7 separate regions of the Mus musculus genome follow, and all the other regions are linked to region 2. A link is a contact called in public HiCAR-type, HiChIP or PLAC-seq and promoter capture Hi-C data. All regions are on one chromosome and are shown on one strand. The core of a region is the stretch at or near the end of the contact, and the rest is flanking DNA. Distances in the headings are between cores, read along the strand shown. Region 1 holds the start of N4bp1 (NEDD4 binding protein 1). Region 2 holds the start of Dnaja2 (DnaJ heat shock protein family (Hsp40) member A2). Region 3 has its middle 18 kb from the start of N4bp1. Region 4 holds the start of Ccdc130 (coiled-coil domain containing 130). Region 5 holds the start of D830024N08Rik (a long non-coding RNA gene). Region 6 has its middle 24 kb from the start of Gm39215. Region 7 overlaps Gm33391 (a long non-coding RNA gene).

Region 1 (3,230 bases), core at 585-3,084, 1.3 Mb after region 2:
CCCCCACACTGTCAAGAATCACACAAATAAGCACCTTACAGCCTACACATGGTAAACATTTCTTTTTTTAAATTAAATCGACACCTGGAGCTACAACCTCTTAAAGAGTAATGTGAAATTTGTGATGTAGGATAGAAAAAGAAAGTCTCCCCAGAGCTGAACTGTTTAACAAGCATCGCTGGGGCTGGAGAGATGGCTCAGCGGTTTAAAGCACTGACTGCTCTTCCAGAGATCCTGAGTTCAATTCCCAGCACCCATATGGTGGCTCACAACCATCTATAAAGGCATCTGACAACTTCATCTGGTGTGTCTGAAGACAGCTACAGTGTACTCACATACATAAATAAATAAATCTTTAAAAAAACAAAAACAAAACATCGCCCATGTGGTTTCTAGAAACAAATTCTGGTGCCTGATAGGTGGAAGAGTTTGGGAAAAGGTGGGTAGAAGATGTTCAGGAAGCTCCAAACAGGGGGCTTTAAGACATTGGTGACTTCAAACCAAGAGGGGCAGAGAGGGGCATTCTCCTAAGTTCCCAGATCTGACCCTCGAAACACCAAAGAGGAAACAATACCTTATTCCTCAACTTCCTACTCCTCCCCGGGAGCTTAAGATGCTATACAATACACCTTCAGCCTTCTCCCACCCACGGCTTGGAGGACTCTCTTGCATAGAAGCAATTAAATTGCCCGTTCTCCTGGCAACCTGTCGACTAACCTGGCTATTTCACTGACTCAATGAGATTTTAGAGGCATAAGCGCCTCCGCGGTCAAATTTTGCTGTTTTCTGACAAGGGGGAGGGGCTGATGGCGGTGCTGAATCTGAAATACTGATTATACACAAGGTGAGTCACCGCTTAGTTTCAGTTTCTCCAGTTGTTCATTTAATAGAAGGAACAAGCCCTATCAAAACGTATTCGCCGGATTTTTAAAGCCTGCGTATTCCTTTTGTGGTACTCGGCGGAATGTCAGAAGTGTAACAACCATCATTTAATCGTAGAACACCAACACTACAGGAATAATATTTTTAACGCAGCTACCAAATATTCTACCTCTGAAGCGTCTGGTCATTACATGCGTTCCCTTCCTGATTTCCTAGAGGTTCAGGCCTAAGATTCCCAAAGGGTTTAGAAGCCCTGGAGTGGCGGCCTGGAGGGTGAAGACCAACCAGGAGCATCGAGCCTTGCGCACATCCAAGGGACCAGCGGACGGAGGGAGCGCGAGCCCGCTCAGCGCGCGTGCTCCGGGGCCTGATGGCTCTGCGTTCTGCGCACTTCGCGAGGGACCAGTCAGGGAGATGCTTTCGCAGCGCCCTTTACAAACAGGGACCCCGAGGCTCCCAGGACGGACCCGCTCCGAGCGCCCCGCGCGCGGCCCGTGCGAGCCAGGCCGGACTCACCTTGGCGCTGTGCACCGCCTCCTGCGCGCCGCGGAGTTGCAGCCAGATACGCGCGGGCAGCGGCTCCTCCGCCCCGAGGGCGCCGAGCACGGCCAAGCCCACCCCGAACAGAGCCTCGATGCGCCCGCGGCTCCGCTCCAGCAGCGCCGCCTTCTCCGCGGGCGCCGTGAACTCATCCAGCACCACCCGGGCCGCCATGGCGGGCGCGGCCTCCCGGGGCGCCGGGGGCCAGCGGCGGCGACGCCCCCTCAGCGTGCCGCCGCTGCACCGAGCCGCTCAGGAGGCGTGGGCCGTGCCGGCCTCCTCGCCCGCCCGCAGGCCCCGCTACACCATCACGACACGGCCGCCGCAGCTTAGCAACTGCGGGCAGAGACTCCCCGCCACCCCGCTGCCCCGCTGCCCCGCTGCCCCGCCACGGCCGCCGCCGCCGCCGCCACAGCCGCCACGCATGCGCTCAGCCCGCCGCCGTTGTGGAAACTCGCCGCCCCGTCGCGAAGGGTGCGTTGGTAGGCTGAGGGCAACGGAAGTCGACGCCACACGCTGTCACCATGTTGACCGTGGGCAAGCGTCGGCAGGCGAGGCCTGGGCGGCCATATTTGATAAGGGCCTGATGCCTTTGGGCATCTAGTAGAAGGATTTTACATTGATAGGCAAATGGTGATTCTTTTCCTTCTTTTTACTTCCTTCCTTTCCCCTTTTTACTTACTTCAGAAAAAAAAGAAAAATCGTAACAGGAAAAGAAAATGGGACAACCAGTAAAGAATTAAAAGGCCAAATTGCTGGTCTAGTGTCAATTACTGTCATCCCACTGGGGTGGGAGAATGAGGTAGGCAGATAGTCATTTGCTGAAGGCAAGCCTGAGCTACATAATTCCAAACCAGTTTGAGCTATAAAGTGAAACCTTGTCTCAAAAACCAAACAAGAGCTGTTTCGGTGGAGTGCTTATTGGGTATCATAAGGACTGGGAGTTTGATTTGGCTATCATCACTCCAGGAAAGAGAACAGATCTTCAACCCCAGCTCCAGCTGAGACCTGAGGGCTTGCTGGCTTGCAGCTTAGCTAACAAAAGGCAAAAGGGGAGCCACAGATCCAGGGAGAAACTCAATCTTAAAGGAGTAGATGACATTGTAGAGGAGATCACCCAAAGGCCCCTCTGGCCTCTGCTTAGAGAGAGAGGTGCTTACCATCACACACTTATGCCCATACATTCCACACAAGTATATGCATAACTCTAAAATAAATCTATTTTTTAAAAAGTTGGGCATGGTGTCATAAGCCTAAAATTGTGGTAGCACTTAGATAGTTGAGACCAGAGTCAATCAAACAAAAAACCAAATACCTTCTTCTAATGGCGTGGCCAAGTGAGCAGTTTCTTTACTGTACCTCTGGCATACAGGAAAGGGGAAAGGCAATTTCAGTAGAGTTATGTGTGTTATGTGAGGGGCAAAAATAATAGGGATCATACTGTGGGACTAGGGCAAATAAACCAAACCCTTCTTCTGGCCTGTGTTTCTGTTAAGTCAAAGGCATCACTTGATTCCAATGCTTCCCAGATGTAAGCTTTCTTCTTCTTTTTAATTATTTATTCACTTTATGTATATGAGTACACTGTAGCTGTCTTTGGACACACCAGAAGAGGGCATTGAATCCCACTACAGATGGTTGTGAGCCACCGTGTGGTTGCTGGGAGTTGAACTCAGGACCTCTGGAAGAGCAGTCAATGCTTTATAAACCACCAAACTATCTCTCCAGCCTGACATAAGTTTTCTTGAATCCTTAAAAACAAATTGTGAAAGATAAAGTATTGGTTTCTGTAGCTGGTTTTTGCTACT
Region 2 (3,021 bases), core at 93-2,592:
TTTAAGATATTCACTTTTCTGAGAAGCAATGTTCTAAAGTTACAGCCTTCCAAAAAATGTCACTTATTATTTAACGTTTTCCACTTCAATAGTATTTACTAATAATATACCCAAAGTTACTGAAGAAAAATACAAATAAAACAACAAAGAAGATACTGAAACATTTTTTCTTTCTTTTTTTACAAACTATTATCAAATGTCTTTGATGGCCAGTAGCCAGACCAAGGAGACCACAATAACCAAACAAATTTTAGATTGAGTGACTACGTTTTACAGAAACTCAAGCACTACTACAAATTAAGCATAGGATACTTCTACCAAGTATCTCTCCCCATGCTGGCTGGCTCCTCTGCCTGCCCTCTAACAGGACACCCAGGAGGTCCTAAGTGATGTTTTACTCGCACACGGTCGGCTAACTGGGGTCTTAGGTGGTGGTGAAACTACATACTTTCAATTAAGCGATGTGGTTAAGCACCATGTAAGTCCTCACACAGACTCATGAATTATATAACACAGCCTACCATTTCCGGTAGGGTAACAGGAAGTCTTTTTCTTTGGACTTTACCAGTCCCAGTACTTACGGGACATTCTTATTTTTCTCAGTTTACAAATGCGGATTGGATCCCGACAGCCAGAGAAGATGCTGACTTTATTAATACCCCAAGTCCCGAGATGATTTGGAACTACTACAAAGGACAACAATAAGACGTGTCTTATTTTTAGGGAGTGCACGCTCAGGTGTTTGGCTGGGGCACACGACTCATCCCCGAAGCGGCCACGGGGTATTTAGATCTCCAGCCCACAGAACAATGCTTCCAAACAGACCCACGCCGCTCCAGCTGCCGGGCGAGCGAGGCTGAGGGAGGAGCCTGCTCAGCGCCGGGGGCTGCGGCCCTCAGCCCCACACCGGCGCCGGCGGTCAGCTCCTCCCCGGCCCGGCGGCGCGAGCACCGCGGTCCGACCTGTTTTTCCGGGTGGCCCCGGGCGCCGAGCTGGCGGGCCGCGTCTGCGCAGGGCCGGGCGGGCGGAGGCCCAAGGTCAGCCGAGCCGACTGCGCCCCCGCCGCCGCCGCGCCTCAGCCCGGCTCAGGCCGCCCAGACCGCGCAGGCCCCGCGCCCTCGCCCCGCCCGCCGGCCGGCTCGCTCCAGTACCTTCTTCAGCTCGTTCTCGCTAGCGCCGGGAGGGACGCCCAGGATGTCGTACAGCTTCGTGTCGGCCACGTTCGCCATGGCGGCCTGCCGGGCAGCACTCGCAAGCAGGCGGCGGAGCGGAAGGAGCGCGACCCGGACCACGAGCGGCGGCGGCGCAGGCCGAGGAGACGGCGCGGGGAGGCAGGCGGGGCTGAACTTTGACCCGGCGCAGCGCCATGACGTCGCCACAAGGCCCCGCCTCCGGGGCCGGGCGGGGCGGGGTTGGGCGGTGGGCGCCCGAGAGCGGCTGGTGGGGCCCTTTCCTGTCGCCGCTCCGTGACGCGCGAGCGACCGCGGAGTGGAGGGGAGCGGTGTGCGGCGTTCATAAAGAACTCTCGGTGCGGCTGAGGCCTGAGGGAAAGAAGCCGGCGTGGAATCCTCACGGGGTGGTCCCCCCGGGGCCACGGTGAAAAACAGCACGTGGGTGTGAGTGTGTGAGGTTCCCAAATAGCGAGTTACGCCCGTGATGTGATTTCATCAACACCTTCACTAACTCATTTCATCTCCTTAACTTCCCCCTCAGCACCTCTGCGTAGGGGAAACAATTTCATTCATAAATACTCAGATTTATACCTAGCAGACGAGGTTTTAAAGGCATAGCCATCCTGTCACATCGGAGGAAAGGACAAATCTTTTTTACACATTCCCAGTTGGTTTCGGGGCATCCAGATAAACCAAAGTCACCCTGTTCCACCGGGATCATGTGTTCAAGTGTCTCACTTGACAGCTTTAAAATTAGCTAACGCCAAAGGTTTGGTTGGCATAAGACAGTATGGCAGCGTGCCGGCACTTGGTGGCTGTCAGTCGAGTTTCGTTTTGCTTTAGCTTGAAAGATTTCTGTGCTTTACCACATTCCAGAATGTATAGCTTGCCTTCCAACTGGTTTTCCGATAGTAAAACACTTCTGGTCAGTTGAAAACCTGAACTGGGAAACAATTGCTCATTGGCCATAAGTCTGTCAGTGGAGGTGATACACCTTTCTTGTTATTCTTCTTGACCGAGTTTTGGAGGTCCTTCACTGCCGTGCTAAGACTTCTGAAATTTAACCTGAACGCTCAGAAGAGTCTCATGAGAAGTTAGATGCTCCTTCTGCTATTCAAAATGCCCCTTAACCTGTAGTGTTTTCCTTAATTCATAACCTGGTGAACCTTCCTGTCTTATTTGATGTTCGTTTTCCTGATAAGTATGATTTATGACATGAATGCTGTTCTCACATGTGAGTCAAAATTCTTTAATAGAATATAGCTTATCTATCTGGTTTCCAGGACTTATTTGGAGGTTTCTAGCAGGGGACCACAGCTATTTTATACCCTTTTGCCAAAGATTAGCCTCTCTTCTTGATCAAATACCCAGTTTCAGGAAGGGACATACAAAGAAGAAGAGGGAACACTCACCCACACACCCAGATCAGCCAAAATAACCCTGGGGCAGATGTTGAAGTCAGATCATCCTTCTTCTGACTTTGAATTTTACAAAGACCCCTAATCATTCAAGAGTGTAAGTCCTGAAATTAGATTGTATAAGCTGGGAGCTTGGCTCTGCCTTCTTTTAACAGTAAGCTTGGCTCTGCAATGTATTTTCTGAGGTTACTTCCTCAGTGCAAGATGCTATTTATTTTTAATGGTATTTATGGTCTGGGGATGAGGCTTAGCTGGTAGAATGCTTGAGTAGAATACACTAAGGCCCTGGGTTCAGCCTCTAGAAAAAAGAGAAGAAAAGATAGAAAAAAACAAAGGGGGAACTTTGATTCAACTACTCTAATTTTTTATTTAGGCTGCTCTTTGGCTTTGTAATAAATCAATGAATGAATTGGCTTTTTGAGGCCCTGATT
Region 3 (2,818 bases), core at 42-2,541, 1.3 Mb after region 2:
GTTGTACCCATCTTACAGACAAAGAAATAGAGGCTTATAGCAATGAAGTACCTCACTTGGAACCCTCACAACTAGGAAGTGACAGTAAGAACAGGCACGGCATATTGTGCTATTCAGGACTTCCCTGTGGACCTGAGGAGACAGAGGTTCCTTGGTTCCTTAGGACTGAGACCTGTGACCTGTAGGATAAGGGACTCTACAGTCCTTCTCTATCCCTGGGTCATAGGAGACAGGTAACAAACCCCAACTGTTGTTAAAAGAGACTAGGTGCTGAGGTAAAGCTCTGAAGCATCTCCCGGCAGCAGTACCGGGTCTGGGGCTGTGAGGAGCCTGCAGTAGGATTTGCTGCAGAATTTCATTGGACCCCTCTTTGTCTGAGAAACCAAGATGGGAGTGAAGTGTGCTTTCCCGAGGCCGAACCTTGATTGGCCAGGGCTCCTCAAGCACATAGGCTCCCGAGGTGGTTTAGTAAAGGGTCACTAGCACCTCCTTGTCCCTTCCCATTGTCTTGTTCCTGCTCCTGCCACAGGTCACCTCCACTACAGCAAGGGAAGAGGTGGGAGCCTGTGGAAGAGGCAATCAACCAGCTGGGGTGGGGTGGGGTGGTAAGGAACGCGGCTCCTCAAGTTGCTAGAATACTTGGCCTAAGACACCAGGGTCAGGCAGTCTCACAGGAAGCTGGGTCTCCGCCCTTCCCCTTGAGCTTCCTAGTAAAAATAACTGATGTTTCCTGAAGCGTTCACATGTGGCAGGAAGGCTGAGCTCGGAGCTGCCAGGTCACCACCAAGATTCCTTTTGTTTTGCAATGGATAGGATAGAAAGAATGTCTCTCTCTCTCTCTCTCTGCCTCACCTCCTCTTCCTCCTCATCACTTCTGCCTTCTTTTTATTTAGAATTCCTAAATTCCTCTTACGGAAGAGCTAAGCTCCTCTTTGCCCTACAGTGTGGAAACAACATCACTGATAATGTCAGGTAATTAATTCAATGGCAAACAGACTGAAACAAATTGTAACTCCAGTGCATTTAGTTTTTGTTCTTTTCTGTTTTGAGAAGAGTTATTATGGCAAGAAACAGTTTCCCTTGCAATTATACTCAACTTAAAAAAAAAAAAACAGAACAAAACAACAAGACTAAGAACACCTTAGGTGTTCAGGGTTCATGTGGCTATTTCCAGAGTCATGAAGAGGGATGGATATAAATGACTTAAATGTGGAAACAAGCATCGCGGCTGGTGATTCTCGACCTTGTGCGATATGAGCTCTTGGGCTAATTGTGCAACCTTTGAAAAAGCCACACTTAGTTTAAGGGTTGGTTCTGCACCCTGCACTGGTCAAACAAAACCTTTGCATAATAAAAGGCTTGGCTTTGCCTATCCCGTAGTTGGTTGGGTCTTTGGTTGGGTCAGACCAAGCCAGGCCCCTCGTTTCTGTTTCTTTTGGGGGTGGGGTCGGATGGGGGGTGTTTTGTTTGTTTGTTTTTTTGTTTTAGACAAGGTTTTCTTCTGTAGCCCAGGCTGGCCTGGAACTCGCTAGGTTGCTAGGGTTGGGGTTTTGAACCTACAGAAATCCTCAGAGTACAGGCACAAACTCCTGTTTATCCGATAGTTTCCTCAAGGAGGATATTTCAGTTCTCTTCCTCTTTTTCCCTCCTGCCAATGTGGTGCTCAGACTTGGAGCTAGAGGATAAAGAGAACATCTCAGAGGTTTTTGCACCTCATAACTTGTCAGTTACTGACTAGCAACTGAAGGAAACGCTTCTGCTTTGAATCGCCTACGCCCTTGGCGCCACCTGCTGGTCGCATCGCGCCAATGCAGCTCTGATCCGTGGAGAATCTAAGCCTACCTTCTGAGCCAAACCTGAGAAAATCTGGTGAGTTGTTGCACACCAGCATCTCCTTCTTTACCCCCAGCATCTCCACACCCAAGCTAGTGCCCTCTGCTCCCCTCGGTATGAGGAGAGCTGCTAGCCTAGGTAGGGGACTAGAGAGATGGCTCGGTAACTAAGGAACTGCAGAGGAACTGAGTTTGAGTCCCAGCACCCAGGGATCCATGGGATTCGACACCTTTGGTCTACATAGACATCCCCTCCCCCCTCCTTCCACCACAGATCTAATCTGGAGGTTTGCTCCCTCAAGCAAAGAGGTCATCAGAGTCACTTCTGAACAGCGATTTCCCCTTGACCCAGGGGCCACTTTTGAAGAACTTCCCTGTGTGTTTGTGACTGCGGACTTGGTGGACCTGTGAGCAGGACATCTGTGGCCCAGCTAGCCATAGGCCTCACTGAATAGACTCTAGCTTACAGTGGGCCCTGGGCTGCATTTTTAACCGGCACCCATTGGACCTGGGCCTCTTTGGCCTGAAGAATCACCTTGCTTAGCAGCATCCTTCCGCAGCTCCGCTTCCAAGCTCCACCGGAAGCCGCTGCGCGCTGAACTGAGCTTTCTCTGGTCTAGGGTCTGCCTTTCCTTTACAAGGATATTCCTTCAGTGCTCATCGCAGGTCCTTAAGGGGCCTGTGTGTGCGTGTGTGCGTGTGTGTGTGTGTGTGTGTAAGCTTAGGGATGTCACTTGACTTTCCTAAAGACAGGGGAATAGTGTTTGATCCAACCAAGTCAGTCGGATTTCAAAACTGCTCCTTCTTATCCACCTTTCCCCCTCTCCTCTTCTCATCCTGTCCCTCCTCGTATTTCCCTTCTTGCCCGGCTCCTTTCTTGTCCCCTTTCCTCTGTTCTCCCCCTCCCCAGTCCTCCTCAGTACCCTCCATCCTTCCCCCTCCTCCCCTTGTCCTCCCCTCCACACTTTGGTATGCTTTACACGGGT
Region 4 (3,268 bases), core at 411-2,910, 1.3 Mb before region 2:
TGTCCAGGTGTGACTGTGCCATTGTGTGCAGGTCAGAGGAGGAGTTAACTCTCTCCTTCCCCCACATGGGGGATGGAACTCAGATAGCCAGGCTTGGTGTCAGTGTCTTCACCTACTGAGTCATCATCACACGTCCTGACCCAGATACCTTTGGTGGCCAAGTACTTCAATGCCCAGCCAGGTTTGCGAGGCACAGCTACCTGAGTTTAAATTCAAGCTCCATTCTTTACCAGCTGCGGACCTGGGTCTGACTGTTGTGGAGTGCCTGCTCATCGCCTGTCAGAAGAGAATACAGACCAGGGAGTGATGGTGTATGCCTTTAATCCCAGCATTCGGGGTGTGTGTGTGTGTGTGGAACCAGGAGGGTACACACTGAGTTCGAGACCAGTATGGTCCACAAAGCCAAGTTCCAAGCTAGCCAGAACCAGACAGGAAGACCCTGTCTCAAAAAGCAAAATCAAAACAAACAAAAATTAAAAACAGAGGGAAATGGGAGCGGGAGTGACTCTGGGGTTTGCTATAATGAAAAAGTGTATGGGCTGGTAGTGTGGACACCCAGCTTGAAGTGCTATGTGCTTGGGGTCTGCTTTACAATGTTGAACATGTTTGTTTTGGAGACATGCCTTTCTGTGTAATCCCGGCTGGCCTAGTACTCCAGATCTTCCAGCCTCAGCTTCTGAAGTCTTAAATGGCTAATCACCACAGGTAGTATCACAGCCAGATTACACCCAGTCTGCTCAGGTGGATGCACAGGGGCTCTTCTGTGCCAAGGGTCATTCCTGACCTCAAATGCCACAGCAGACCACAGCTTGGGCATCAATCTCCTCTCTGCTGCTTCCTAGCTGCCTGACTCTGGGCCAGGGGCTACCTGGATCCCAGTTTCTCCATTTGGGGAAAAAAAAAAGTTTTCTAAAGGATTCAGCCGCTGAGACTGCCTTTGGGAGTCATGACAGGTGTTAAGTATTGAGAAGAACAGGCATGGGACAAAGAAAAGTGACAATTTCAAATTTCTCCTACTTACTAACAACTATAAAAAATATTTTTGTTATGTGTATGTGTGTGCAGAAGTGAGTTCAGGTGACCGGAAAGGGTAGAGGGTTGGATTCTCTGGAGATACAGGCAGCTGTGAGCTCTGGGAACTGAACCCTGGTCCTCTGCTAGAGAGCAGGTCAAGTTCTTAACCGCGGAGCCACCTCGCCAGCCCCTTACAAATTACATTTATTTGTTCTGCGTGTGTTGGCAGAGTGTGCAACGAAGTGAGAATGTAGATCAGAGAACAGCCTACAAGAATCGATTCTTTCAACATGCTCAGGGGTCGAACTCTCATGTTGTCAGGTTTGGCCACAAGCGCCACTACCAGCTAAGCCACCTTGCCGGCCCCCAAGCTACTGTTCCCAAGCACTATGTTTCAATTCAGGCTAGGAGGGCTCATCTTCAGCATGAAGACGCCTAGAGGTGCCATTGGCCTAAAACGGAGGCTGGGCCCTGGGAACCCGCTCGCGTCCGCAGATACAGCATCTCCCGTGCCAGGACGCAGTGGTGGGATTGAGGACCTGCCACCCCCGTTGCCGTCGCGGACCGGTCCTCACCCCGTACCTACCTGCCCTCTCCCTGACGTCACGCCTCCACCAGCCCGGAAGCACACCCGGAGCCAGGAACCCGCAGAGCGCCCGCCTCTGCGGCCCAAAAGCGCCTGCGCAAGCTGGAGCGAGGCACTTTCGTCATCTTGATTGGCTGAGGCTATTGCAGACTGACCAATTCAGGCCTGTCTAGCCGTTAGAAGCCCCGCCCACCGGGAGTGGTCCAATTGGAGATGGCTTCCTCCCGGAAGATCTACTTTGGCACCGCCCAGCCCTCCCTGGCGGTTGCGTTTTCGAAGGAGCTGATTCGTCATTTTTAAGCTTTGATTTGACTGACGTTTGAGACCGGTTTTCTTGTATCCCAGTTTGACCCTGCATCTCATTATATTGCTGAAGATGACTCTGAATTTCTGACTCGCCTTGTGATATCCAAGTAGTGGGATTACCAATACAGCCCAGGCTATTTATTTATGGATTTTAAAAAATTATGTTTATGACCAGACGTGGTGGCCAACACCTTTAATCCCAACACTCTGGAGGCAGAGGCAGGTAGTCTACATAATCAAAGGCCTGTCAGGAGTACACTGTCTCAAAAAAATACATATGTATGTGTGTGGGTGAGTGCTAGTGTGCCACGACTGAGGGAAGTAGAGTCAGAGGGATATTTGTAGGTCTCTGGGCAAGTATGTGGTGCATACATATATGCAGCCAAAACACCTGTTCAGGTAAATAAATCTTAAAAGTACAAAGCAATGCCGGACGTGGTGGCTCACGCCTTTAATCCCAGCACTTGGGAGGCAGAGGCAGGTGGATTTCTGAGTTCGAGGCCAGCCTGATCTACAAAGTGAGTTCCAGGACAGTCAGGGCTATACAGAGAAACCCTGTCTCAAAAAACAAAACAAAACAAAAACCCAAAACAAAAAGTACAAAGCAAAGCCGGGGGACGGTGGCACACGCCTTTAATCGCAGCACTAGAGAGGCAGAGGCAGGTGGATCTCTGAATCTACAGAGTGAGTTCCAGGACAGCCAGGGCTACAGAGAGAAACCCTGACTCGAAAAAAATCTGCCCCCCCACCCCCACCAAAAAAGTAGAAAGCAGAAAAAAAGAGGTTTATTCAATGGTGGCACTTTAGAAAGCGATTCGGGGAAGGGACACTCTTAAGTTCTGGTGTGAGATCATGGTTTAAAGGTACAAGGATCTCACATCTAAGCAGTCTTGGTCAAGGTGTGGTCCCGCCCACCATTGACCCACCATTGTCTGGGCTTCAGTCTCATCCTGTAAGTTGGTCTGCAAAACCTAGAACTGGGTGAAATCTCTTTCCAGAAGACTTTCTCTTCCCCCTCTGGCTGGCGCCCTTTCTTTTGCCCACCATGAGATTCCTGGGGAAATTCCCATTTCTTTGGAGTTCATTATTTTATGGTCTGATAGATTGAGAGATGTGGGGACGAGTCTCTCTAGATATCTTCATTTCTGCCAGGTCTATTAAAAAATAAAAGGTTAGTAACATGGAAGATTCTTGAAGGCCCCTGAGCTCAGCTTTATATAAAGAGTCAATGACAGGGCGAGGGGACTCACAGTGTGAGCAGAGACTCTAGGGCCTGCTTTTGAGTCAACCCTTCTTATAAGCAACCCTGACACACACTCCTGTTTATAACCCTGGTAGGATGTCGTTTGTAGGACATCAGAC
Region 5 (3,267 bases), core at 638-3,137, 2.0 Mb before region 2:
GTGGGGTCACACAGGGTAAGGGCACTGTCTGGACCCACTTACTAGGGGGTGTGTAGAGAGGGTGGTTGATGTAATAAGCCATCCATGCAGCAAAGCCCCAATAGTAGGTGCAGTTCTGGAAGAGCAAATGAGTTAGCAGGTGGGGAGGGGGCAGGCACTGCTGCTGGGGGGCAGGCAAGACAAGAAGAATGGGGGTGCTCACTTTGAAGATGTTTCGCAAAGGCATGGTTCCGTGAGAGAATCGGTGCACGAAGAGAGTCTCCAGCAGGCGCTTGATGTAGTGGAACGAGTGGCACATGCAGGCGAGGCTAGTGGGGTAGCAGACTCAGCCAGGGCCAATCCAGCCTCCACCCTCCCTCCCACCCCCACCTTCCTCCGGGCCCACTCACTGCACCACCGTATGCCGACTGGACGTAAAGTCGTATTTGCGGCCATAAATGAAGGGTACCCGGAAGTAGAAGAGCAGGTAGATGAAAAGGGGCCCGGCATACTCCGTCAGGAAGACCTGGGAGTACCCAGAGACAAGGTGAGTCGCCCCAGGGTAGCTGAAGGCAGAGACCAGGGAAGGAGTCAGAGCTCACCGTCACCCAGCTGATCTGGGCCCCGAGGTCCCGGAAGTAGAGTGTGGCTGTGGTGCCCACAGGAAGCTTCTGTAAGACATCTTCATCTTTCAGGGACTTCCCCTCTACAGAGAGAAGTCAGTATTTGGTTACTGCCCTGGTTTCCTGACCCCAAGAGCCCAAGGGATAGGCTGATGGACAGCTGTACTCACTGGGGTCCAGGCGGAGGGACTGGCGGGCAGGATACCACTGCGGGTCTGCCAGGAGAAGGTCAGGGGTTGCATCACCTAATCTGGCAAGGCTCAGCCTACCCACGCCCCAACTTGGCCTGCCTCTAAAGGCTTCCAGAACTCTAGGACCCCCCCCCCCCAGCTCCTCCCACCTGTGCAAGGGCACACAGGATAGGCAGCGACAGATTTTATTTTTTACCCCTTTGGATAGATAGCACAAGAGCATTCCTGCTGGTGACCACACAGGGGCAGCCTGCCCAGTCAGCCGGGCCTCACTCACTGTTCCAGTGTGCTGAGAGGCAACAAGCCGATGAGGGAAAGGCATGCGGAGGCATGCGGGCCCAGGTCACATCCAGAGGGGAGGCAGGAGTGGGGGGTAGATGTGTCGGGAGCGGGGGGACACGTATGTCAGGAGCAGGAATAGGTGTGTCGGGAGACTCACGTGTCTTGGTGAAAAGGGTCTTGATTTCAGAAATGGTGGCCTGAGGCTCTACCTAAAGGAAAACAAGGTGTAAGTCCGGAGGGAGCCAGGCCTAGGATGGGGGAGGGGGTCCAGGTACAGGCAGGTCAGGAACAAGCTAGCTGACTTCACGGGGTACATCCGTCCTCCACCTCCTTTACGGACACAGAGCCCTCCCAAGGCTGCCTTGTCCCTTCCCACACCAGGCTGTCAGCTTCCAGCCCCACAGAGGGGCCCCAGCTGCTCACTCTAGCGCAGTGGTTCTCAACCTTCCTAAAGCTGCCACCCTTAGTACAGTTCCTCATGGTGTGCTGACCCCAACCAGAACATTATTTCATTGCTACTTCATACCTGTAATTCTGCTGATATGAATTGTAATATAAATATCTGCTATGCAGGATATCTGATAGGCAACCCCAATGGGGTCTCAGCCCACAGGTTGAGAACCGCTGCTCTAGATGAAGACAATACCCTTTACATGCCTTCTGAAGGACAGGGAGGGCCACCGATGCCTGCATAGCCCTACAGGAGCTGTAAGGAACAGGGACCCAGCCCTCCTGGCACTTCACCCCCAGGGGTGCAGTCCTACCTTGTCCAGGAAGCACAGCTTCTCCCTCGTCTTTGCATCCCGAATCTCCACCTCAAAGAAGAGGACAGCCTTTTTATGCTTCTTGGCTGCTTTGTGGGGCATGGGCATGGGAAGACCATCGAGGCCTTGGTGGGCCTCTTTGGCTGCCATGCTCAAGCTGATATCCATGCCACAGCCGCTGGCCCTCCTGCTCTGCCTTCCAGTCTGTGGTGCCCACTGCCAGTCGCCAGCCCCCACCTCCGACCTCTCCTCACAAAGCTGCTGTGAGCTGGGCCGGGCAGCATGATCAAATTCTGCCTCGGTGCTGGAAGGGAGCCTGTGTCTGACCAGGCTCAGCCAGCGCCAACGCCAGATGTAACCCGAGTGGCACCAGGGCCTGGCCTGGCTAAATATAAAACCATCTCAGCCCGAGTCCCCACCAAAGGAGCCACAGTCCTCCCCTGAGGGCTACCCTCATACAGGCAGTTAATTGGGTGGGCACAGGCCCTCAGAAGTGCCAGGGGCATGAAGAAGGAAAAGGCCCACAGCCATGGCAGGCGCCGCAAGCCCAGCCCCGGTGTGCAGCCCTGGCCAACAGGTTACCCAGCCTGGGGAAATGCCAGCTATCTGGAGAATCTCCGAGACAGATCATCCATTTCCACTTCTAAGCTGTAAGGGACACTGGATTATTTCCCTTGTGCATTTGTGTTCCCAGGGAGGTGACAAATTCCAGAGGTACTGGTGCAGAGTTCCCAAGTCCCTCCACCTCCCTCTCCACCGCCTCACTCCTCACAGCTCCTACCACATCAGGCCAACACAATGTGCTCACCCATGGACGAGCCTACCAAAGCCCAACACATACCCTCCCAACACATACCCTGCCTGCACCCCTGGGGTCCACAGTCCCCAAAGGAGAAACCTGCAGGCTGAGGCCAGAAAATATGCATAGGGGCAGGGTAAGGAGGCAGGAGCCCCAGGGGATCTGACCCATCGGACCCAGCAGGTCAGAGAAGATGCTCAACACTGCCCATGCTGGCTGGGGGAGACCCAAGGGCTATGCGGAGATCTGCCACTTTTTTCCAGAAGAAGGGGGCATCACAGGCCAGAGAAGCCAACTGTTGCCACCTACATGCTCCCAACAACAGAGGCCATGGCACGATCCCAGATCTGCTAGGGGTCCTTGAGAAGGCATGGGTGGGCCGACATGGTGCTGGCACACAGAAAGTGTATGCATGTGTGTATGTGTGCATGTACAGGTCGGGAAGCCCCCACGGAGGTAACCCTACACAGTGATGCTGCCCTGTAGGGCCTGGGCTTGAGTTCAGAGCAAGGTTCCTATGCCAGGCAGTGGTACCCAGGCCTGCTTGCCCATATGTGCCAGAGCCTACATCATGGACACAGCATACTCTGGGGCAGATGGCTGAATCCACACAAGGACAATCAGTGCCA
Region 6 (3,084 bases), core at 510-3,009, 1.2 Mb after region 2:
AAGTCGTCAGTTCTCTTAACTGCTGAGCCATCTCTCCAGCCCCCGACTAAGTATTTCTAAATATCTCAGTACAATAATGGAAGAAGGGCAACCCCAGGCCCCGAAAGCCTGAAAGGCTGTTCTTTTAACTCCTTGTTCTGCAGCATCATCATCTCCTCCTCCTCTTCCTCCTCCTCTTCCTCCTCCTCCTTGTTCATGTTTGGTCTGGCTCTCTGAGGATCTAGAGCTACCCAGTAACTGGAGGGCAGCAGGCAGCCGTGACTGAGGACGCTTTTGAAATCAGCAAGTTCAAGGATAACTGAAGCCCCAAATGCACACTAACACAAGACATCCTGTTATGAAGAAGCACAGAACAATCTCTGCAGCACGGTTGGCTGTTAACTCTCTGGCTATTTGCTTTGTTTCTGTCATGGAGAGTAAGCATGTATTGCTGAGATATATTACACTCTCCAACTCGTTAGAGACAGCAACAAACATGCAGAATGAAATGTGGGTTGAATTCTTCAGGTATTTTTATTATTATTATTATTATTATTTTAGCTCTGAGCAGCTACTTATGACCCTGCTGCATCTCCCACTGTGTGTAGCATCCTGGGCATCAGGCTTCTTCTGGCTTCTCCAGGCTTCAAGATGAAAGAAAAGCTGAGTGTTAGCTGAACATTGGTAAGAAACCCGAGCCTGTGACGCTTGTTCACAAAGCTTGTGTCACAGACACATGCTGGAAGCTGTGGATACATGACCTCACTTCCTCCCCCAGAAGTATGTGAGATCACTGCTGCCTTGGACCGGGCTATGCTCTGGCTGCTAATGACTGGATCTGGCCCTGGCATTTGCCCTCAGGATATATTAGTTTGCTGTTCCTTGTACAAGCTCTAAATATCTCAGTACAATAATGGTAGTACAACAACCATCAGTATCTGTTCTTTGCTACTTTATTCATTTATTTTCGAGTCAGTATTTAGCAATGTGGCTCAGGCTAGCCTTGAACTTATGACCTTCCTGTCTTTGCCTTCTGAGTGCTGGGTTCACAGGCTTGTACCACCAAACCCCATAACAAATGTCCTCTTCCATGCAATTTCTCCAGTTCTCCATTCACTTTTATTCGGTTTCAGTTTTGAGTCCCAGATGCTGGCAATCCCATTATGATAGATACAAAAGGCACTGTTAGCAGGCCAGAGAGCTAAAGGGTTTTAGGAGTCACGTGCCAAGGACCTTCGATCAAGACCACTCGCTGATTCATTGATTGATTGTAGGGCAGGGACTGAACTCAGAGTTTCACATGAGTTAGGCAAGCACTATATCAAAGAGCTGTCCCCAAGCTGGGCTCCATCACTGCCAGAAGAGGTAGCATGTCAGGCCTGTGGTTGGCGCAGCTGGGATGTCTGGAGTCCTTACTTCAGCTTCTTTGTGCGTCTCTATTCATGCCATTTCTAGTTTCTCCTGTAGGTCTCAGCTATTTACTAGTTAATCTAAATGTGAACAGCCATTTCTTTGACTGTAACAAGCAAAGTCGTGGCAAGTCAATTTTGGTGGAAATCATGCAGCAGGAAGGATCTGGCAGAGGTGAGAGGCAAGCACCAGAGACGGGAAATGCCTATCATGGTTTGAAACAAAAGATACCAGTGGGCTAGGGGAAATACTGTTCCTTCCTGTTATCTTCTGGGAAAACATTTCTTTTTCTTCCCAAGGCAGAGTCTCACGATGGACCCCAGACTAGCCCTGGTCTGCCAGCCCCAGCCTTCATTAACCCATTAAAAAGAAAAACCTCCTGCCTTCCTGTTGTCCTGGGGAGACAAGCTGACAAATGGTAAGTGTGTGCAGAGTGAGTCACGGGAAGCAAACCAGAAAGCAGCATTCCTTCACGCCTTTTGCTTCAGTGCCTGCCTCTAGGTTCTTCCACTGCTGTGGTTCCAGCTTTGACGTCTTTCTAGGGACGACTACTTCTTTCAGTTAAAAGAAACACTTTCTTCCCCAAGTTGCTTTTGGTTATGGTGTTTTATCACAGCAACAGGAACCCTACCTAAGACAACACTAAAATCAATACTAGATCTCCTAGGGTTACCTATGCCTTAACCCTTGACCAGCAGCTACATCCTGATCATGAATTGTCGATCACTGGTTGTCTAGTCATGCCTGTAACCCCAACACCTGGGATACAGAGGCCAGAGATCTCAGCAAGCTCCAGAAAGGGATGGTCTATCTGGGGAGTTCTTGGTCCTGAACCTATGTAAGAGCCAGTTTCAAAACACAACCAAAACCCAGAAACCTTGAATTGCAACACTGCAGAAATTCAGATGTGTTTCCTACTCAAATAGCTTGACTATATCTAATGGCCCGTAGGATAATAATTAGCCTTACACTTTGTTTGAACAAAAATCATCATAGGAAACTTCGATCTGTATACGGCATTTTCTCTAATAAACCATGCTGAATAACGTTCCTGCTGCAGAACTTAAGAATTTTTCTGATTCAGCTCCTTCAAAATGACCGAGATGTGAGCTGGAGAGACGGTCCAAAGGTGAAGGGTACTCTCGTTCCTGCAGGGGTCCCTGGTTCCGTTCCCGGGATGATATGGTGGCTCACAACTCCCTGTAAACTCCAGCTCCAGGGGATCTGATGCCCTCTTCTGACTTCCATGGGCACTAATTGTGCATATGGTGCACATGCATACATGCATGCAGATAAAACACACATAAAGTAGAATGAATACATCAAATTTAAAATCCTACTGACAATGACTGTTCTTAACTCCTGGTGGGAGTTTCCCACGGGTGAGCCCGTTTCCTATTTTCAGAGGAACCCTTTAAGAACTCCTTGGCTCCCTGGCTGTAACCTGTGTCAGGTTCCACCGCTTGCCTTACCCTGTCCTACCCCACCCACCAGGTGCTATTCTTCCTTTTGGTGACTATTGAATAGAGCTCTAGTGTTAACTTTTCATTCACAAAAGCAACTTAAAGGCGGGATCTTCACTCCATCTCAGGGCAGCAGAGGTTTCCGTGCACAGCATGATGGCTCTATCATTTTTAGGCTTGTAGCAAGTCAAGGACCGCCTGGCAGAAGATATGGAGGAGGGAAGCTGAAGAG
Region 7 (2,797 bases), core at 29-2,528, 1.4 Mb after region 2:
AGACAGGAATCCCACCAGTCCTGACTTCACTTCCCCTTCCAGCCTGGTGTGCAGCAGCATCTGCCATGGAGGCAGAACACTGGACCACAAACCTCTGAAAACTCTAAGCAAGCCCCAATGAAGTGCTTTCTCCTGTAAGAGTTACTTTGGTCATAGTGTCTCTTCACAGCAATAGGACAGTGTTGCTGGCTGTTTCTTTCCTGCCTCGGCATGGTACCCACGTAAGTAAAGCAACGGAGAGGCTGTGGCTGGAATTAACTCTCTGACAGAAGCGATCCCAGAGGAAGAAGCAGGAGTGATTTCTGTTGAGTCCACGGTCACAGGACTTGCTTGGGCATCTCCGCTGTGGGAGCTTTGCCTGTGACCACCATCTAGGAGGCAGAGAAGGGAACACTGGACCTCAGCTGGCTTTCTCCTCCCTTCCCTTTTATTCAGCCTGGGATCTGGTAGATGGGGTGTTGTCATTCATCTGCAGGGTGGATCCCCCTGCCTCAGTGAATTCTCTCTGAAAATTCTCTTACAGGGACACCTAGAGATGTGCTCAGTAGCCTCCTAGGTAATTCTAAATCCAGCCACGTTGACAGTGAAGATTAACCATCATGGTGGGTTTAGAAAAGCTGTGTCAGATTGCTAGGTGACCTTAACAACTCAGTTGCCTCCTCTTTGTTTCTGTTGTCTGGACAAGAAATGCCTTCCATAGGCTCACATATTTGAATACGTGTTCCCTAGCAGGTAATGCTATTTGGAACATTTGAGAGTTGGAAACTTTCAGAAGGAAGTGGGTCACAGAAGGAAGTGGGTCACCAGGGGTGGGCTTTGGGGATTCATAGCCTAGTCCCACTTCCTGTTCTCTCTTTCCTGCTCCTGTTGCCTTCTGTTCTCTACCACAATTGACTATGTCTCTCATAGAACTGTAAGCCAAAATAAACCCTTTTCTCCTATACATTGCTTCTGTCAGGGAATTTTATCACAACATTGAGAAAGTAACTAAGACAGATGGGAAAGATGATTTCTAACATCCCTAGCTCCTAGAATGTAGTGTATGGGGACTGATTCCTGATATCTGGATGGCAGAGCTAAAGTTTCATCTGAAATATTTTTTCCTTTCTGATTGTGTTCAGCCTATTGAGTCTTCTTTTGCTGGTGGTCTTTAGGTGGCAAAGCAAGGTGGGGCTAGCTGGAAAAGGGGCTTTGTAGGGTAGCTTTTCACACAGACCAGGGGCCTCCTTAAACTACAGCAGACAGACTTGCTGGCAGTACAATGGGCTCTCACAGCTGTTGACAGGAATGCTGGAAATTTGGGACCAGACTCTGTGTCCAAGGACACTGGCAGCATTCTGATTCTGTAGTAGATGTTTAATGGCTGCGGAACCTCAGCCCTTCTCACTCCCATTCCTTATATGCATTACAGAGGCATCTGTTTTGCGTTTGTGCTTGGAGTATAATTGTGACCAGCAGTGGATACTGGATTCTGCCCATCTCTACTGAGGCACCGCTGATGACTATCAACACCATGCCAGAAGACCAAGAAGAGGGCCATGAAGTGGGGAAGAGGAACCAAAAATTTCCCTGTGTGATGAGGGTTGGTGTCTTGATTTTCTTTGGTTCGGATTCTCCTCAAACTGAAGAGCTATCTCCCTGCTGCGTAGCCCAATAAAAGACAGCACCATACAGGTATACCGAGAGGAGTGTGAGGCTGTTCACTGCAGAGCTCTAGGGGGCGCTATTCACACTGTGGTCTAAGCAAATGGGTGTCTGTAGGGCTTGTGCTGACTCCCAGCGGCTGCCTCTGGGGTAGCAAACCTCTCCCATGCACCTGCCCTTTCTCTTTAGTTCCCAGCACTCCTCTGTGCTCTGCATCCTCAGAGGCTACTGGACCACATTTAGAATCACAGCGGCGATCCGGACACATCAAAGGTCTTAACTGCTACCTTCTTGATGTGACTTGGATGGCGAGCACACCAATTTTCATCTGAGTGTTTGTACAAATGCAAAGCGGCGAAGCGATCATTTGCTCGTTTTAGAGTTTGTGTCCCTCAGGTACGCCTCTCTCTTTCCTCTTCAAACCTTTACAAAACCCATTTTCCTCTGCTCACAAAACGCCGTGTGGATCTTATGCAAGAAGTTAATACTAACCCTGTAGTAGACAGGCTTTTATTTAATGCTTTTATTTAACGTTCAATGTTCAGTGCCAATGGAGAGAGATTACTAGCGATTTTTAATCAACAAAGGCGCCTCCAACAGTTGTTAAAGGCTTGAAAATAGAGTTTAAAAGAAGATCCTTTTTCTTCCAATCACCTTACAAAATCCTATACTTGGCTCTGCTTGGCTGAGCTGTTTATGTTCATTTTCGAAGGTTTAATAACAGGAAATTCTCTTTCCATTATTTTATCTAGAATCCTGTATTTTGACAGAAAGCCGGGAAGCCTTTCCACTTTTTTACATTTTGGTTCCCTCGCTTCTCAAAGTAAAAGTAGTTCAATTAAATATCATTTGAGGGCTCCTTCGAGGCAGAGACCTTTGGAAATTGCTCTAACCCTTTAACATTTAGAAAGGCATATTTATAGAAGCGGGGTGTCTTGGCAGCGTGTGCTTGCCGCTCGCTCGGAGAGGGAGAGAATCCCTGTGCTTCTCTCTGAAGAGGGAAGTCATTCCGTTTCAAGGCTGGCTATTAGGTGTAATGAAGAAGCTGCCTAGACGGGGCCCCCAGTGTCACAAGCCCATCAGGCAGGAGCCGTGTGGAGGCTGCAAATGAACAAGGAGAGAGGCTGCTTCTGTGTTCACTGGGTTAGGGCAA

The links. Promoter capture Hi-C pulls out the DNA fragments that hold promoters and counts their contacts. HiCAR-type assays count read pairs that join an accessible place to other places. HiChIP or PLAC-seq counts read pairs in DNA pulled down with a chosen protein or histone mark.
Region 1: a HiCAR-type map of astrocytes shows a contact between it and region 2, with 6 times the contacts expected there. The contact joins the promoter of N4bp1 here to the promoter of Dnaja2 in region 2. A contact is called at or near these places in 20 of 39 promoter capture datasets (the 3T3-L1 cell line, 3T3-L1-derived adipocytes, the C10 cell line and 13 more), 11 of 484 Hi-C or Micro-C datasets (B cells, the C10 cell line, CD4 T cells and 8 more), 15 of 115 datasets of contacts at active chromatin or transcription factors (the 230-238 cell line, the NIH/3T3 cell line, astrocytes and 9 more) and 5 of 9 other capture datasets (adipose tissue, embryonic stem cells, liver and 2 more).
Region 3: a contact with region 2 is called in a promoter capture Hi-C map of pre-B cells. The contact joins the enhancer-like site here to the promoter of Dnaja2 in region 2. A contact is called at or near these places in 11 of 39 promoter capture datasets (the 3T3-L1 cell line, the C10 cell line, cranial neural crest and 6 more), 1 of 15 datasets of contacts at CTCF or cohesin (large pre-B cells), 2 of 484 Hi-C or Micro-C datasets (the C10 cell line and centroblasts), 11 of 115 datasets of contacts at active chromatin or transcription factors (astrocytes, embryonic forebrain, embryonic hindbrain and 8 more) and 2 of 9 other capture datasets (adipose tissue and embryonic stem cells).
Region 4: a contact with region 2 is called in a promoter capture Hi-C map of pre-B cells, with 3 times the contacts expected there. The contact joins the promoter of Ccdc130 here to the promoter of Dnaja2 in region 2. A contact is called at or near these places in 2 of 39 promoter capture datasets (erythroid cells and pre-B cells).
Region 5: a promoter capture Hi-C map of pre-B cells shows a contact between it and region 2, with 2.2 times the contacts expected there. The contact joins the promoter of D830024N08Rik here to the promoter of Dnaja2 in region 2. A contact is called at or near these places in 1 of 39 promoter capture datasets (pre-B cells) and 1 of 484 Hi-C or Micro-C datasets (CD8 T cells).
Region 6: a contact with region 2 is called in a HiCAR-type map of astrocytes, with 4 times the contacts expected there. The contact joins the enhancer-like site here to the promoter of Dnaja2 in region 2. A contact is called at or near these places in 2 of 39 promoter capture datasets (embryonic stem cells and hippocampal neurons) and 4 of 115 datasets of contacts at active chromatin or transcription factors (T-cell acute lymphoblastic leukemia, astrocytes, large pre-B cells and 1 more).
Region 7: an H3K4me3 HiChIP or PLAC-seq map of embryonic hindbrain shows a contact between it and region 2, with 13 times the contacts expected there. The contact joins the enhancer-like site here to the promoter of Dnaja2 in region 2. A contact is called at or near these places in 7 of 39 promoter capture datasets (the SN4741 cell line, cranial neural crest, frontonasal cranial neural crest and 4 more) and 6 of 115 datasets of contacts at active chromatin or transcription factors (astrocytes, embryonic forebrain, embryonic hindbrain and 3 more).

Annotation. Positions count from the first base shown.
Region 1 is chr8:86,883,424-86,886,653 of GRCm38.p6, forward strand. N4bp1 (NEDD4 binding protein 1) reads right to left here and starts at 1,835. Exons shown (of 7, transcript NM_030563.2): 1 at 1,399-1,835. The coding sequence starts at 1,596.
Region 2 is chr8:85,554,019-85,557,039 of GRCm38.p6, forward strand. It overlaps Dnaja2 (DnaJ heat shock protein family (Hsp40) member A2), which reads right to left and starts at 1,343. Exons shown (of 9, transcript NM_019794.5): 1 at 1,152-1,343. The coding sequence starts at 1,229.
Region 3 is chr8:86,901,515-86,904,332 of GRCm38.p6, forward strand. No RefSeq gene overlaps it. Among named protein-coding and RNA genes, the nearest start is that of N4bp1, 18 kb to the left of the region's middle. Within about 2 kb of position 1,292, at least 44 of the 459 cell types and tissues checked have an H3K27ac peak or open chromatin away from gene starts, as enhancers often do. A contact at or near this core is called in adipose tissue, embryonic stem cells, memory CD8 T cells and 3 more, where this site is marked.
Region 4 is chr8:84,268,742-84,272,009 of GRCm38.p6, forward strand. Ccdc130 (coiled-coil domain containing 130) reads right to left here and starts at 1,661. Exons shown (of 10, transcript NM_026350.3): 1 at 1,601-1,661.
Region 5 is chr8:83,572,639-83,575,905 of GRCm38.p6, forward strand. It overlaps D830024N08Rik (a long non-coding RNA gene), which reads left to right and starts at 1,888. Exons shown (of 3, transcript XR_003947410.1): 1 at 1,888-3,267. It overlaps Tecr (trans-2,3-enoyl-CoA reductase), which reads right to left. Exons shown (of 13, transcript NM_134118.5): 2 at 1,840-1,890; 3 at 1,233-1,284; 4 at 773-817; 5 at 582-685; 6 at 390-505; 7 at 203-308; 8 at 43-115.
Region 6 is chr8:86,800,417-86,803,500 of GRCm38.p6, forward strand. No RefSeq gene overlaps it. Among named protein-coding and RNA genes, the nearest start is that of Gm39215, 24 kb to the right of the region's middle. Within about 2 kb of position 1,760, at least 24 of the 459 cell types and tissues checked have an H3K27ac peak or open chromatin away from gene starts, as enhancers often do. A contact at or near this core is called in astrocytes, where this site is marked.
Region 7 is chr8:86,924,698-86,927,494 of GRCm38.p6, forward strand. Gm33391 (a long non-coding RNA gene) reads left to right here. Exons shown (of 2, transcript XR_001778757.2): 2 at 1,412-1,677. Among named protein-coding and RNA genes, the nearest start is that of Gm33391, 4.9 kb to the left of the region's middle. Within about 2 kb of position 1,279, at least 1 of the 459 cell types and tissues checked has an H3K27ac peak or open chromatin away from gene starts, as enhancers often do.